Linked DNA regions of Sus scrofa: region 2 is linked to region 1. A link is a contact called in public HiChIP or PLAC-seq data. All regions are on one chromosome and are shown on one strand. The core of a region is the stretch at or near the end of the contact, and the rest is flanking DNA. Distances in the headings are between cores, read along the strand shown. Region 1 holds the start of PUS7L (pseudouridylate synthase 7 homolog-like protein). Region 2 holds the start of TWF1 (twinfilin-1).

Region 1 (6,920 bases), core at 2,653-5,152:
ATATGTTAGCATACATAATATTTAATAAGATAACGGTATTTCCCCCTAAAAAATGAGTGACATTATTTTACAGTTTTGCAAATCTCTTTAATTTCCAACTTAATAGAAGACAGTCTGATTCTAGTATCTGTTTCTGTGTTCAATCTGCTGCAGTATATTACTTTGGATGACATATATGAAGACAATCCAGGTGCACATAGCTATACAGTTGGAAAGCAAGGAGTATATTAAGAGTCATTTTACAAAGTAGGACATATTCTTCTTTGATTCCATACTAAAACTTGATAAGTGATAATTCCCTGAAAGTTCACTGCAATGTGGAATCTGAAACTGTATCAGTGAACTTTGTCACATTAAAATCCACTGCCCTCAGCATGAATCTTTACCCCTATGTGATTGTGACCTTATGAATCCCTTGAAAGAAACTCAGGGATCCCAACCACCTCCTGAGAACTGCCAGTTTAAGGTTTAAGACTTAAGCTTGGTTGAAGATACAAAAGGGAGAGTGAATAGAGCATCGGTAAAAGGGTCAAACTTGAATAAAAGAAAGTCTGTTCTCAGTGTAGAAAGGGGGAAGCAGAGGTTTAGATATAGACAAATTTGAAGGGAGAGGAATAATTCCCATACAGAGGAGGTCATCTAGGACTAGGTTAAAAATTGCCCGAGCACCCCTGGTAAATGACTACTTGCTATTCTTTGAAGTTTAACACAAAAGGCACTACAGCTTTCCCTGATATTCATCTCTTTTGCTTCAAATTGTCCTTCTTCTATTATAACAATTGCATTTTATTATTTAATGTGTCTGCCTTCTCTCCTAGATGACGTGCTCTTCTGGGCAGGGATTCAACCAAATTCAACTTCAGCAGCTACTCAGAATATTTATGTTGAATGGGAGAAAGGATGATTTTATTTTTTTAAATTAAGAATTTATATCTGCCTGGGAGTTCCCTTGTGGCTTAGTGGTAATGAGCCTGACTAGTATCCATCAGGACATGGGTTTGATCCCTGGCCTCGCTCAGTGGGTTAAGGATGCTGCGTTGCCATGAACTGTGGTCTAGGTTGCAGACACAGCTCGAATCCTGAATTGCTGTGGCTGTGGCATAGGCAGGCAGCTGCAGCTCTGATTTGACTCCTAGCCTGGGAACTTCCATATGCTGCGGGTGCAGACTTAAAAAAAGACAAAAAAAAAAATTCATATCTGCTTATTATTTTTGCAGTTGCTACATTCATAGTAATTTTTCTTATGTATTCATATTTCTCTCCACTGTAGGAAGTACAATGTGATTGACAAATTTAGTAAATCTAGAATTGCTTAGTAATTCTGAATGCTCGAGCTAAAATACTCAGAGGATACTGAGGATAAACTCTGTTTATCTAAAGACTAATGGACAAATTCCACCCAGATTTCTAGCAGAGGTGATAGTATAGGAATGCCAAAAAAGGAAGGTACAAGCCTGGAAGTTGTAAATCTCAGAATGTAAAATGTTACTTTAAACATACATTCATCTATCACCACCAACACACATTTGGAAGAACATACACCAACATACTAACCGTGGTTCTCTCTTGATGGTGATTTATATGGTTGTTTTGTTTTCAATTGCTTTTCTGCATTTTCTATACTGAAAATAAAATATTTGTGCAGAAAAAATTAAGAAGTGCCACCTCTTTCAAAGTGTTCAAGATTTTACTTGAGTGCACTTAGGAGTAATAGAACTGGAGCTGGATATATGACTGACAAATAAATACAAAAATATATCATGACTGTTTTCTCATATCATTCATTAATTCTCATGTTAAAGAAAAACGATTGACATTTTCATAGAAGACAACTCAGCCAAGAATATGATGTAAGGTGATAACTGAGAAATAATACTAAAACCAGTGCCTGCGGGTGGAACTCAATGCCCTCTCACCCATATGTATATTTTCAAACGAAGTACTGGGCTCAAAGTATGAATTTAAAACATTCTTGTCAAACAAGTTAATAAAATTCTAAGACTGTGCTTCATTAGCACTCTGATCAGAAGAAGAGAGTGTAGAAGAGTGGAGAGAAGATGGACTTTGAGGTTGCCTGGGTCAAGGTCCTATTGTGACCTGGGCCAACTGTGACCTGGGTCAATAACTCACTTTCTCTGGACCTTGGTTTCTTCATCTGAGAAACAGAGAGGTCATACCTAAGAGTTACGCTAAGATTTAAAATCAACAAATGCCTAGCATTTGATATCCTATTGATAATAAGTTATCAAAGAAAATATATAGTGATGATTATTTATGGCAGAAGTTATTCTTATGCCACATTAAAAAAAAAAAAAGAAATGTGCAGAGGTGTATTTAAGCCCAGTTTTTACAATAGTGGGGAAGGGCAACTGAAAGAGTGGAACTAAGAGATCTGAGTACATCACTAAGCTTTTCATGGTGAGAGTCTTATGTTATTAAGCACAGTATCTTTAATATGTTTATAACCTTCCTAAAATACATCATTTGCTCCCATGCTTTCTTAAACAAAATATTCTAGATAATCATTTATCTATATTTTTGGACAACACAACATCGTCATTATGAACAAAAGCTGGTGATATTTTCTAGATCTAATAAATTATATAGGCTGCCCTCTCAAATGGGGATATGTACAGGTATTCCATATATAAAACTTAACATACTATTCTCAAACACTGATTTAACTCAAAGGTTAAATAATTTAAAACATTTTGGATATTTTTTTAAAAACCAAAATATTCATTTAACAAATATGTACTGAATCTACTTTGCATTAGAGATAAAGCGTTAGGAAAATGAGAAAAAAATTAATGAAATTCAGGGAGCTTATATTCTAATAGAGGAAGACAGGCAATAAGCATTTGTTCTGTAGTACATTAGATGGTGCCAAATGGAATGGAAAAAAAAAAAAAAACTGAGAAGTGGTTTTAATTTTAAGTAGAGCAGTCAGAGTTGGCTCCAAGAAGGAGCCCTTTGATGAAAGGTTTGAAGGAATGAGAAAGCTAGCCACTGGTATATCTGTGGGAAAGGTTTCCAGGCAAAAGGAACAGTTAAATGCAAAAGGTCTGGAATGGGTCCACTAGGAAACAGCAAGGAGACAGACCAGAGAAGAGGGAGCAGAAAAGTAGAACAGATGAGAGAGGTAATGGGGCCAGATCTGCTAGGGCCCTATAGCCTTTGTATTGACTTTACCTTCTCAGTGAGATGAGAAGACAGTGTAGGTTTTGAGAATAGGAGAAACATGCTCTATGCTCATGTCTTAAAAAGACAATAGGGGTTGCTGAAGAGAATAAAGGATATTAAAGGCAGAGAAGCAGGAAGAGACCAAGTAGTAGAATACAGCCAGGTGGGAGATGCTGGCGGCTTGGATCCCAGTGGTAACAAAGACGGTAGAAGTCTTAGAATGCTGGCTATTTCCTAAGGTAGAGCACAAGGAATCCTCAGTCCTTATGTGAAACTTAGAAAGAGCACCAAGGTTTCTGCCCTGAACGAACTTCCTGACTTTTACTGAGCTGGAGAACACTGTGGAAGGGTCAAGTTTAGCCTGGAAGTTCAGGGGCGCTGTTTGGACAGTTAAAAAGCAAACTTCAAATGATTGTTGAGCATGCAAACAAGAAAAGACAAGAAATCTGAACTTTCTGACGGATCTCTTCAAGGATTACTCCCAGAAAGGGAAAAGGCAAATTGAATACTCTCTGCTCTTGGGGCTCCCTGGGCAGATACGCTTTTTAAGCACCAAGAAAACCATTTGGTCCCATTCTAAACGGCTAACATGCTTTTTCGAGGTCTGCTTTCATCCCTTCGTTCCGTCTCTCGTTTCCAGGCTGTCGGTACACTTTTCCCATCTGATAAGGTACTTACAACCTCGCTGCAACTTTCTAATTTCCTGGAAGCCTGAGAAACAAGCTAGTTAGAATCTTGTTGGGGTTCGGACTGCATCTCCGCTGAGCGCTGGTCTTACTTCCTGGTTCTCCGGAAAAGAGTTTTCATTCCGTAATCGGGTTCTCGGAACACACGGCCCGAGAACTGAGACTTGAGGTGAGCTCCAAAGGAAGCACCGAGGGTCGCCTCTCCACGCCCCACGCTCCTCCTCAGGTACCGCTAGCTTTCTGATCCCCTGGGACCCACCAAGTCTTTATCCCGGAAAAAGTGCTGCGCACGCAACCTACTTCCTCCTCTAACTTTTCTCACTTGGGCTGAAGATAAGAATGGTGATTTTTTTTTTTTTTTCCTTCTGAAACGGGTCCCTGACAACCTTGGGGCAGAGGAACAGAGGCCAGGGCGCGCACCTTGGACATCCCGCGGAGGAGGTGGCGCGCTCGGCGGGAACGCCTTACCTGCCCAAGCGCGGGGTGCCGGGGGCGGGCGGAGCGCCTCGGGGCTGAGCCAGCTGTCCGGGAACCCCGGCTCTAGGATGGGCCGGGGCGGGCCCAACACGTCAGGCCCCGCCCAGGACCGCCCCATTCCGCTCCCTTCCTTCCTTTTTGTGCTTCCAGGCGGCTCCACAGCAGGTCTCTTGCGAGGCGCTTCTTTAAGTGGAGCCTGCTCCTTTAAATACGCCCTTGTCGGAGGCGAAATAGTTTAAAGCTTCCGGGCATGCGCACAGCGCTGTGCCGAAGAATGCCTCCTCCTGGATGTGAGGTAGACCGGGTCGAGCTTCTTGCGCCACGTGGGACTTGTGTGTGGAGAGATAAGATTGGCCTTGGGTCCCTGACCCTCTGTCCCCAAGAGGAGGGCGACGGGAGCTAGTATCGCGCCTTGGGATAGGCGGGGTACGGGGAGGAGAAGCAGCTAGTGGAGCTGCAGGGTGCATCTTGGGTGCCTGTGAACGAGCCTGAAGGCTACGCACCAGGAGATTTTAGTCCTGTGGGTTGGTGACCGAAATAGGAAGTGGGGAGAGGCGGAGCGTTGGCGGTGGAAGAAACTGGAGGCGCTACAGTCTTTTCAAACATCCTCCCAGAATCTGCCCTGGGCCAACAATTGCCCAGCCTTGGATCAGCCAAACTATGCTTTCCCTCTCCACCCTGAACGTCTGTGCCTAACTCCATGTGGGTTCTTTGGCTGCCCTCCAGCACAGTTCCACTCTTGGTTGTCATTCCCTCATCGTTCCCTCTAGTCGTTCTACCAACTGAGAACGTCCTTATTTATATCTTCCTTTTACTGGGTATAGAGTAGATCATTATTCTTCCCAAGGCCAATTCTGCAGGGAGCTCTTGGTCATATCACATTGCTTTCCAGCTCCTCTAACTCTTCATCAGATCTATCTTGCTCAGTCACCTTACTAAAACATCCTTTTGGATTGTGGCATTTTTCTATTCAAGCACCTCTAATGGCCCTCCTTTGACCACTCGGTGGATTCCAAGTCCTTGATAAGGCGTTCAGTGTCTTACCTAGTTTGGCACTAATCCAGCTGTATTTTCCAAAACCGTACTGGAAAACCTTTTCTCCACCTGCTCTGTATCCAACCTGTTCAGTGTTCTCTAACACGTGGCATATTTTGTTTGTGTATCACTTATGTCTCTCCTCTTTTTTGTGGCTTAAACTGTTTTGAAGTCTTGACCACTTCTTGCATTATGCCTTTGCTGATTTCGTAGGCAGAATTTCTTCTTCTTCACTCTTACAGCTGTTATTTTGTACTAGCTGTTTCATTTATTCAACGATCAGTATTTCTTGTGCACCTACTATGTTCTTGACACTGTTCTAATTGTGAGATGATCAGTGAATAAGGCAGACAAGGTTCTTGCCATTAGATAGAAATGGTATGCAGAAAATGCAAGAGGATGTTGTGAAAAAAATAGTGGTTTTCTGGTTCCTTTGAATTATTGATCAGGGGAGACCTCTTTGAGGATGTTATTGGGGAAGGGCTGATTGAATCAGTAGGAGTAGTTAGCACAGAGGAACTGAAGAAGGCCAGTGTAGCTGGAATATGGTAGGCAATTGAGAAAGGGTACAAGATAGACTTAGAGAATAGAGTCCAAAATCTTAGAAGTTTTGGGAAGCCAGGGTAAATATTTGGATTATATTATAAACATGATTAGAGGATTTTAAACAGGGCTGTGATAAAATTTAATTTAACTTTTAAATCATCTTTCTGAATCCTATGTGGAGAATGGACTATGGTGGACTAGTAGAGTAGAGATTAGAGGCCTTCATGATGTGTAAGAATTTCTGCAATGGAAGTTCTAAAGTAGAGGTGATGAAAGGACAGCAGGAGTCATCAGAGAACCAGATGCCTAAAGGTGATGCAGCTTTTGGTGAAGAGAAAGTCAAAGCTCTGTCCCAGATGAAGTGGAAGTGGTTTGAGGTTGAGATTGAGGAACTGAGAGACTGTGATATTAAATAGATAATCCACATGGATGGTCATGGAGGTCATGCTGGGTAGGAAGACAGTCAGCCAGGTATTAGAGTCATCAGTGACTGAAGAAGAATTGTCTTGGCACCAGACAGAAGCTGACAGCAAATAGTACAGCCTGATTGCATGAACTTCAAGGGAAATGGGATTTGGGGAGGTAGAGGAGGAAATCATGGTTTGGAAGGAGCCGTGGCAAACATAGGAAATATTTACAACCCCCAGGCCCAAGGTGGGTATGAAAGGAAAGTAGCCCTCACTTGTGAGGACTATAGCAGAAGCAGCATGGGCAAAATAGCCAAGTTTCAGTTAAGGCGAGAAACTGAGGATACTGTGCAAGAAATTAGGAATAAGGGAAAATAAAATAGATCCTATACAGTCCCTAGGAATTAGGATATAGAGAATGTGCTGTGATTTCTGCATGGCGTAATAGAAAGGGTGGTGTTGGGGTGGTTTTCTAACTTGGTTCAGATTAGTAGGATACACTGGAGAAATGAGATGAAGGTCCAGGTCAGGATGAGTTAGTTACCTGGAGAGTATGGTTAATGTAAAGAACTGAGTACAGGTCCCC
Region 2 (6,920 bases), core at 2,492-4,991, 46 kb before region 1:
GTAAAGAAGACAGACAAGGAGTTAAAGGATATTAGTGAGTGTTCTCCACAGAAATAAAATCAATGATGTGTGTATACATAGAAAGAGAGATTTATTTTAAGCAAATGGCAAAGGCAATTGTGGAGACCTGGTGAGCCCAAAATCTGAGGGAATAACCCTGCAGAATAGAGAATCAGGGAAGTTTCAATTCAAGTCCAAAGGCAGTCTGCTGGCAGGATTCCTTGCTTTAGTGAGATCAGTCTTTGATCTAAGAAGATCTTCAACTAATTGGATGAGGCGTATCCATATCATGGAAGACAACGAGCTTTACTCAAAGTCTACCAACTTAAGTCCTCTCGTGGCTCAGCTGCTTAAGGATCCAGCATTGCTACTGTTGTGGCTCTAGTTACTGTTGTGGTGTGGGTTCAATCTCTGGAGTGGAAACTTCTGCATGCTGCAGTTGCAGTTACAACTGGGAAAAAAAAAAAAAAAGTCTATCAACTTAAATGTTAATTTTATCCCCCCAGACATCTCTCATAGCAACATCCAGAATAATGTTTGACAGTAACACTCTGGGCACTATGGCCCAGCCAAGTTAAGAAGATCACTTTAGTGCACTGTCAAAAAGAAAAAAAGGAATATATCAAGAAGAAGCAGTGATCAAGAGTATCAAAGTCCTCAGATATTTGTAGCAGGTTGATGGTTGAATGGTAACTCCCCCAAAAGATATGTCTGTATCCTAATTTTGGGACCTGTGAATGTTACCTTATTTGGAAAAAGAGTCTTTGCAGATGCAATTTATTTAAGGATATTAAAATGAAGAGATCATCCTGCAGTACCTGAGTGGATCATTTTTTTTATGGCCCCACCCAAGCTAGGGGTCAAATCGGAGCTGTAGCTGAGGCCTATACCACAGCTACAGCAACATCAGTTCTGAATAGCATCTGCAACCTATACCACAGCTAAGCTTATAGCAACACCAGATTCTTAACCCACTGAGCCAGGCCAGAGACTGAATCCGCATCCTTCTAGAGACAATGTCAGGTCCTCACCCATTGAGCCACAAGAACTCCCTGGGTGGGTCTTAAATCCAATAACAAGTGACAAATGACATTATGGAAAGGGATGTAGAACAATGTGATATTGAAACTGTAAACTACCCTGAACTAATATTTTGTGTGGTGTCAGAAAGACATCAAGTACCACTATGTCTCCCTCCAAAGTCTGCAGTCCCCTAGGAGCTCCCAGCACAGTTTGGAAACGATGGACTTAAGGAGTGAGAGGTGAGAAAGTGAATAGAGAAAGTGTAGATGATATTTGTAAAACATTTGCAGAAACTTAGGGAAGAAAAGCTAGATGATATCAAAAGATTAACAAAGGTAAGAGGAGTAACAACAAAAATAAAATATACTGGACTACATCAAAATTAAAAAACTGTGCCCCAAGAGACACAATCAACCAAATGAAAAGGAAACCTATAGAATGGGAGAAAATATTTGCAAATCACATATCTGGTCATTATTCAGACTATATAAAGTACCCCTACAACTCTATATCCAAACAAACAACTCATTTTAAAAATGAATAGACATTTCTCCAAAGAAGACATACAAATGGCCAACAAATACATAAAAAGATTCTCAACCTCACTAATCATTAGGGAAATGTACATCATACCCACAATGAGATAACCACCTCAAATCCACTAGGATAACTACTACAAAAACAAACAAAAATAGAAAGTAATAACTGTTGACAAGGATGTGGAGAAACTGGAACCCTTGTGCACTGTTTGTGGGACTGTAAAATGCTACAGCCACAGTGGAAAAGAGTACGGAGTGTCCTCAAAAACATTAAAATGGGATTTACCATACAAACTAGCAACTCCACTTCTGGGTACATAACCCAAAGAATTGAAAGCAGGGACACAGATATATCCATGTTCATAGCAGTATTATTCATAATAGCCAAAAAAGTGGAAGCAACCTGCGTGCCCATTGATGGGTGAATGGATAAGCAAAATATGGCATAGACATACACTGGAATATTATTTAGTCTTTAAAAGGAAAGAAATTCACATGCTACAACATGGAGGAAACTTGAAGACATTAGGCTAAGTGAAATAAGCCAGTCATAAAAAGACAAATACTGTATGATTCCATTTATATGAGGTACTAAGAGTATTTAAATTATAAAGACAGATACAGAATATTGTTTGCTAGGGCCTGGAGGTTGGGTTGGAATAGAAAGTTGTTTAATGTTAATATAAAGTTTCAATTTTGCAAGATGAAAAGTCTTGGAGATTCCCTGCACAAGGTGAATGTATATAAAAACACTACTGAACTGAACACTTAAAAATGGTTGAGATACCTGGACTTTCCTCCTCGTCAAGGCTGAACATGCAGAGGTCTTCGCTAAGCATGAATATGGAGAGTTATTTTTTTCTCATCAATACTGTTGAGTAATGCCAACTTCCCTAAACAATTTTCCCTAGTTACCAGAACATGAATCAGCAAAAAAATTGCAGGTGCTCAACACTGCTATCAAAACTGGTAAATCAGGGTGAACTGTTGAGTCAGGAAGAATTTGGTTAGACCAAAACTCCTCCGTACATTTCTTAAATCCAAATAAGTTATAAAATTCAATTGTGCTTACTCCAGAATGAGGCTGCATTTAAGAAACAAAGCTTAAATAATAAGGAACAGAGCACAGCAAACTTGTTTGCCATGACAATCGTAAAGAAAAAGTTACCCACCTGCTAGTTAATTAAACACACGCTGCATTTAAAGTGATTTCGTTCACTTGCATTCATATATCAGCCTGTACAAAGTATTTATTGATAATGAGACTGTACTTTCATATACTTGTCAGGTCAAAGTCCTAAAAAAAAAGATTGAGTTTTCTACCTAGGAAACGATAATCTAGGAGTACTAGAAAAGTAGTAGAAAAGTAACTTCTAAAATTACACTTAGAAAGGGAAATCCACGTTCAGAAAAACAGAAAATAAAAAATAATTTTTCATAATATCACCTGTGGGAACTTAGAAATTACCCTAATGAATCTTGAATAATTACCTGATTAAAGAAGTAAATGGCCAATCTAAAGCAGAACAGTGCTCCAGTTTAGAACGATAGAATTGACCACAGAAAAGTCAAGTCACTTAATGTTCTCACTCTCAGTGACTCTTTTTAGAATGAAGAGAAAGGAAAACCTGGTCTTTAAACGTGCCCAACTAAAAAAAGCAGTTAACTGAGATTAGCTTAATTTAAAAGCGTAGGGGACTTTGTTGGGACACTGCCTGTTATCATTTTAAAAAATGGGTCAGGGAGTGACTTTTCAAGTTAAATTGTATAGACCGCAGAAGGAGTAAACAAAGAAGGATATGTGCACATCCTTTTAAAGCTGGAAATGCGTTCAGTAAAATATTCATTTCCTTTTTTGAGCACCCTTTGAACCAGTGAGTGGCGGCGCTGGCCGGGTCGCTAGAGGGCAGGGTCGCTAGAAGGCAGACCCCAGAGGCCAAAGCCATCATATTTTGTGTCACCGTGCTGAAGCAGGAAAAGCAGCGACAAATACGGAGGAGAGTGATCCCCCGGCAGAGAGCAGGAATCGAGGCCCGGGGGCGTGGACCCACAGTCCGGCTGCGCGGAGTGGGCGAGGGTGGCAGTAAGCAGGCAGTAGCGGCGGCGGCGGGGGCGCGCGAGGACGCCGCGGGGCTCGCAGGGCTCGCAGGGAGGGGCGGGGCGATGGCGGGTCGCAGACCGATGACGAGGCGGGGCCGGCGAAGGAGCCGCCACTTCCTGGAGCCACCGGCCGGGGCCGCTCGCTGCAACTCAGCGCCGGAGCCGGGAGCCCGCGGCCGCCGCCATGTCCCACCAGACGGGCATCCAAGGTAACTGCGCCGGCATTGCCCGCGGGAAGGGGCTCCCGGGAGGCCCCGGGCGACCCGGGCAGGCAACAGGACGGGCAGAGCTAGAGTCGGGCGGGGAGCACAGGGAGTCCGTCTCGGGGGCGATCCGGGCCTCCGCGCTCTCGGACCGGGCGCTCCCGGCCTGCCGCCCTCCCAGCCCGGGCCCGGCCGCCGCCACGTTGCCTGCGGACCCGAAATTCTCCCGAGCGGAGGAGTTGGGTTTTGGAGGCGGCCGGGGTGAAGGGGGCGTGCCGTCCGCCGCCGCCGGCGTTAGCCCAGCTTTCCTCCTTCTTATCCCGCTGGGAAGATTTGGAACAGTGGAGGCGATTGCAACTCCTTTTGCTGGCTGGAGGCGGGCGAATTTTCTTTTTCCCGGTCCAAAGGAGTTGTTACAGGATTTCGAGTATGAGAAGGATGCAGGAATCTTATATATTTCCAAACTCTTCCGCATTTTCTTCCAAAATGAGAACATCAGCACCGTTGTATGTATCCTGAGTGTGAGGCATGTTGATCCTTCTTAGGTACTCCCCAGGGAACTGAAAAGTCTAATCCGTCTGGCTGCCTTTAATTATCCCGTGCAGGCAATTGAATGTGCTGTTACATTTGCCCAGTATTATTTACTGATTTGAAAACGGGCAGTTGAAAGCCTCACCTCATCAGAATCAAAGCATATGTCCCAGGGTTATTCAGGATCACTGAACGAGTTCTAATATAAACATAAGCTCTTCTGTTAATAAGACAACGAATCCTTTCCTCAGATGTCGTCTAATTGTATTTTGTTTTTAAGGGTCTTTGACACCGCCCCACACCTCCCCTTTCAAACACAAACCCAAGCAAAATATTTAGTCTCAAATCTAAAAGCATTGTTTCATTTGTCTGCGTTAGTTTCCATATATAAATATGTAGTTACTGACTTGCATGCTTGAGCCTTGTAACAAGCACTATTAAATAGTGGTTTTTGCTGTCAATACACAACCCAAGAAAAAATTAGAACAAAATTGAAGCTTTAATAGGAACACAAGGGCTAGGTTATTAAATATGTATTTGCTCAATGAGATTATTCCAGCTTTTTGAGAAGTACAGCCTAGAAAAGTAGAATCATAAGCATAAGCTTGAATGAATTTTATTGGCTTTTTCTTTTTTGTTCCCCGACGTTTTTGTTTTTAATGTGAAAATGTAGAAAATAACTTGATGAAGGGGAGGTGTATTTATCATATGCTTGAAATTGGACCAGAAGAGAATGAAAGCATGTTTTCAGCATTTTTCAAACAAGCAATAAAGGTGTTTTTTTCAGAATTGTGATTTGTTCCTTATTGGGTTTGAGAAACTTTAATACATTCACTCTCAGTATTATTTTTTGTGATGGAATTATCTAGCCAAAGAAGATTAAAATTAATATACCTTTAAAACATAAATTAAATATACTAGTTGTATCTACTATATCTAACATGGTAGATATCTACAATATCTACTGTGTTACACCTTTTAAGTTGTATAATTTAAATTACTGATAAGGTAACACTGCATATTCAAGATTTTTCTTTGTATTTCATTTTTTCCTTATTCTAGCATTACAAACTATTAATACATAAATATAAAAAATAGGTTTACTTGTCTTTATCTTTTTCCCCAGCAAGTGAAGATGTTAAAGATATCTTTGCCAGAGCAAGAAATGGAAAATACAGGCTTCTGAAAATATCTATTGAAAATGGTTAGTTAAACATTTTTAAATATTGTTTGTCCTTGGAATATTGGGTGTTATCTTTTCAAACTTCTAAAACATTGTCAGTGATTAGGACTGTTAATAAATGTGAAACAAGTTCAGAACTTGCCTTTAGTTAAACTTGAATCCTCTACATTTTGGCATGTCCCTCAGGCCCATGCTTACCTTCTGAATTCTGTGGTTGATGATCAGGGAAACAAAAAGATGTTTTTTGGTGTGACATCTTCCTGTTTTACTTTTTGTGTCTCAGTTTCTGTACCATAATCTCTGTCTCATGTCAGTGCTTGCATCTGTGGAATGGAAATCAGTAACAGGTGATTATCCCTCCAAAATAGTTTCTTGTGAATTGTTATTAATGTAAATTAACATTATGGAGTAGAAAGATATCAAACTCTCCCATTTTCTTGACTTGATTGCAGTGTATGCTGCTGAAATAATTCTACCCTTTCTTATTTGGGAAAAGTTGCGAGAATGTAACGAACTATAATTTGATCCTTTTGAAATAAAGCTGTAAGCAGGGGAATTTGTTGGGTGGAGAATCTTTTAATTCAGCTAGATTTGAGTGTGAACAATTAATATTATAACTACTTAATCACAAATGAATATGTTAAAATAGTCCATTGACCTAATTTCTTAAATACCTTGAAATATTTTGCTTTGGAAAAATATCTTGCCTTTTCATAAACTAGAACTAATTCTAATTTACCTTCCATTTTTTCTTATATATTAAAAATACCAAAGTAGTTTGACAAAGATGCAATTGTTCTGCATATATTAACGCACTTAAAGAGAATAAACATATACTATAAAGCAGCATATCTTAGAACTATTGAACTAAAGTATTAAATGTAGTTACTTCCTAACTGACTAGTTAAGTAAAATGGAAAAGTTTATCTAACTAATATCTCTACAGAAGGAAAATGACAATATTTCCTATATCACTATTTTCTGCTTTTACTTTATTTTTGTTTTGAGAAAGTTTTAAATTAGGAAATTATGAAGAGTAAATAACAAATACTTCCATCTCCTCTTAAATTAATAACATTTATCATATTTGCTTCAAGCATTTTTTTGATTTAATGTTTTTGTGATATAACAATATTGACTTTTAAACTTTTACTTCCTGACCTCCTCCTCATGAGGCAACTATGTTAGGAATTTTATATTTGTATAATCTGTTTTTTATATGTATTCCTAAGTAACATATGGTGTTGTTTTGAGTTTTTAAGTTCATAAAAACTGACATTTTTTCTGCATCCTTTTTTGGTAAACATTATTTTTATAATTAGTTTTGATAGTGGGTCACAA

Evidence for each region. HiChIP or PLAC-seq counts read pairs in DNA pulled down with a chosen protein or histone mark.
Region 2: an H3K27ac HiChIP or PLAC-seq map of alveolar macrophages shows a contact between it and region 1. The contact joins the promoter of TWF1 here to the promoter of PUS7L in region 1. A contact is called at or near these places in 1 of 5 promoter capture datasets (liver), 7 of 47 Hi-C or Micro-C datasets (alveolar macrophages, embryonic fibroblasts, fibroblasts and 3 more) and 2 of 2 datasets of contacts at active chromatin or transcription factors (alveolar macrophages and skeletal muscle).

Annotation. Positions count from the first base shown.
Region 1 is chr5:74,832,117-74,839,036 of Sscrofa11.1, reverse strand. PUS7L (pseudouridylate synthase 7 homolog-like protein) reads left to right here and starts at 3,902. Exons shown (of 9, transcript XM_021092566.1): 1 at 3,902-4,038.
Region 2 is chr5:74,878,041-74,884,960 of Sscrofa11.1, reverse strand. It overlaps TWF1 (twinfilin-1), which reads left to right and starts at 3,741. Exons shown (of 9, transcript XM_005664155.3): 1 at 3,741-3,871; 2 at 5,523-5,600. The coding sequence starts at 3,847.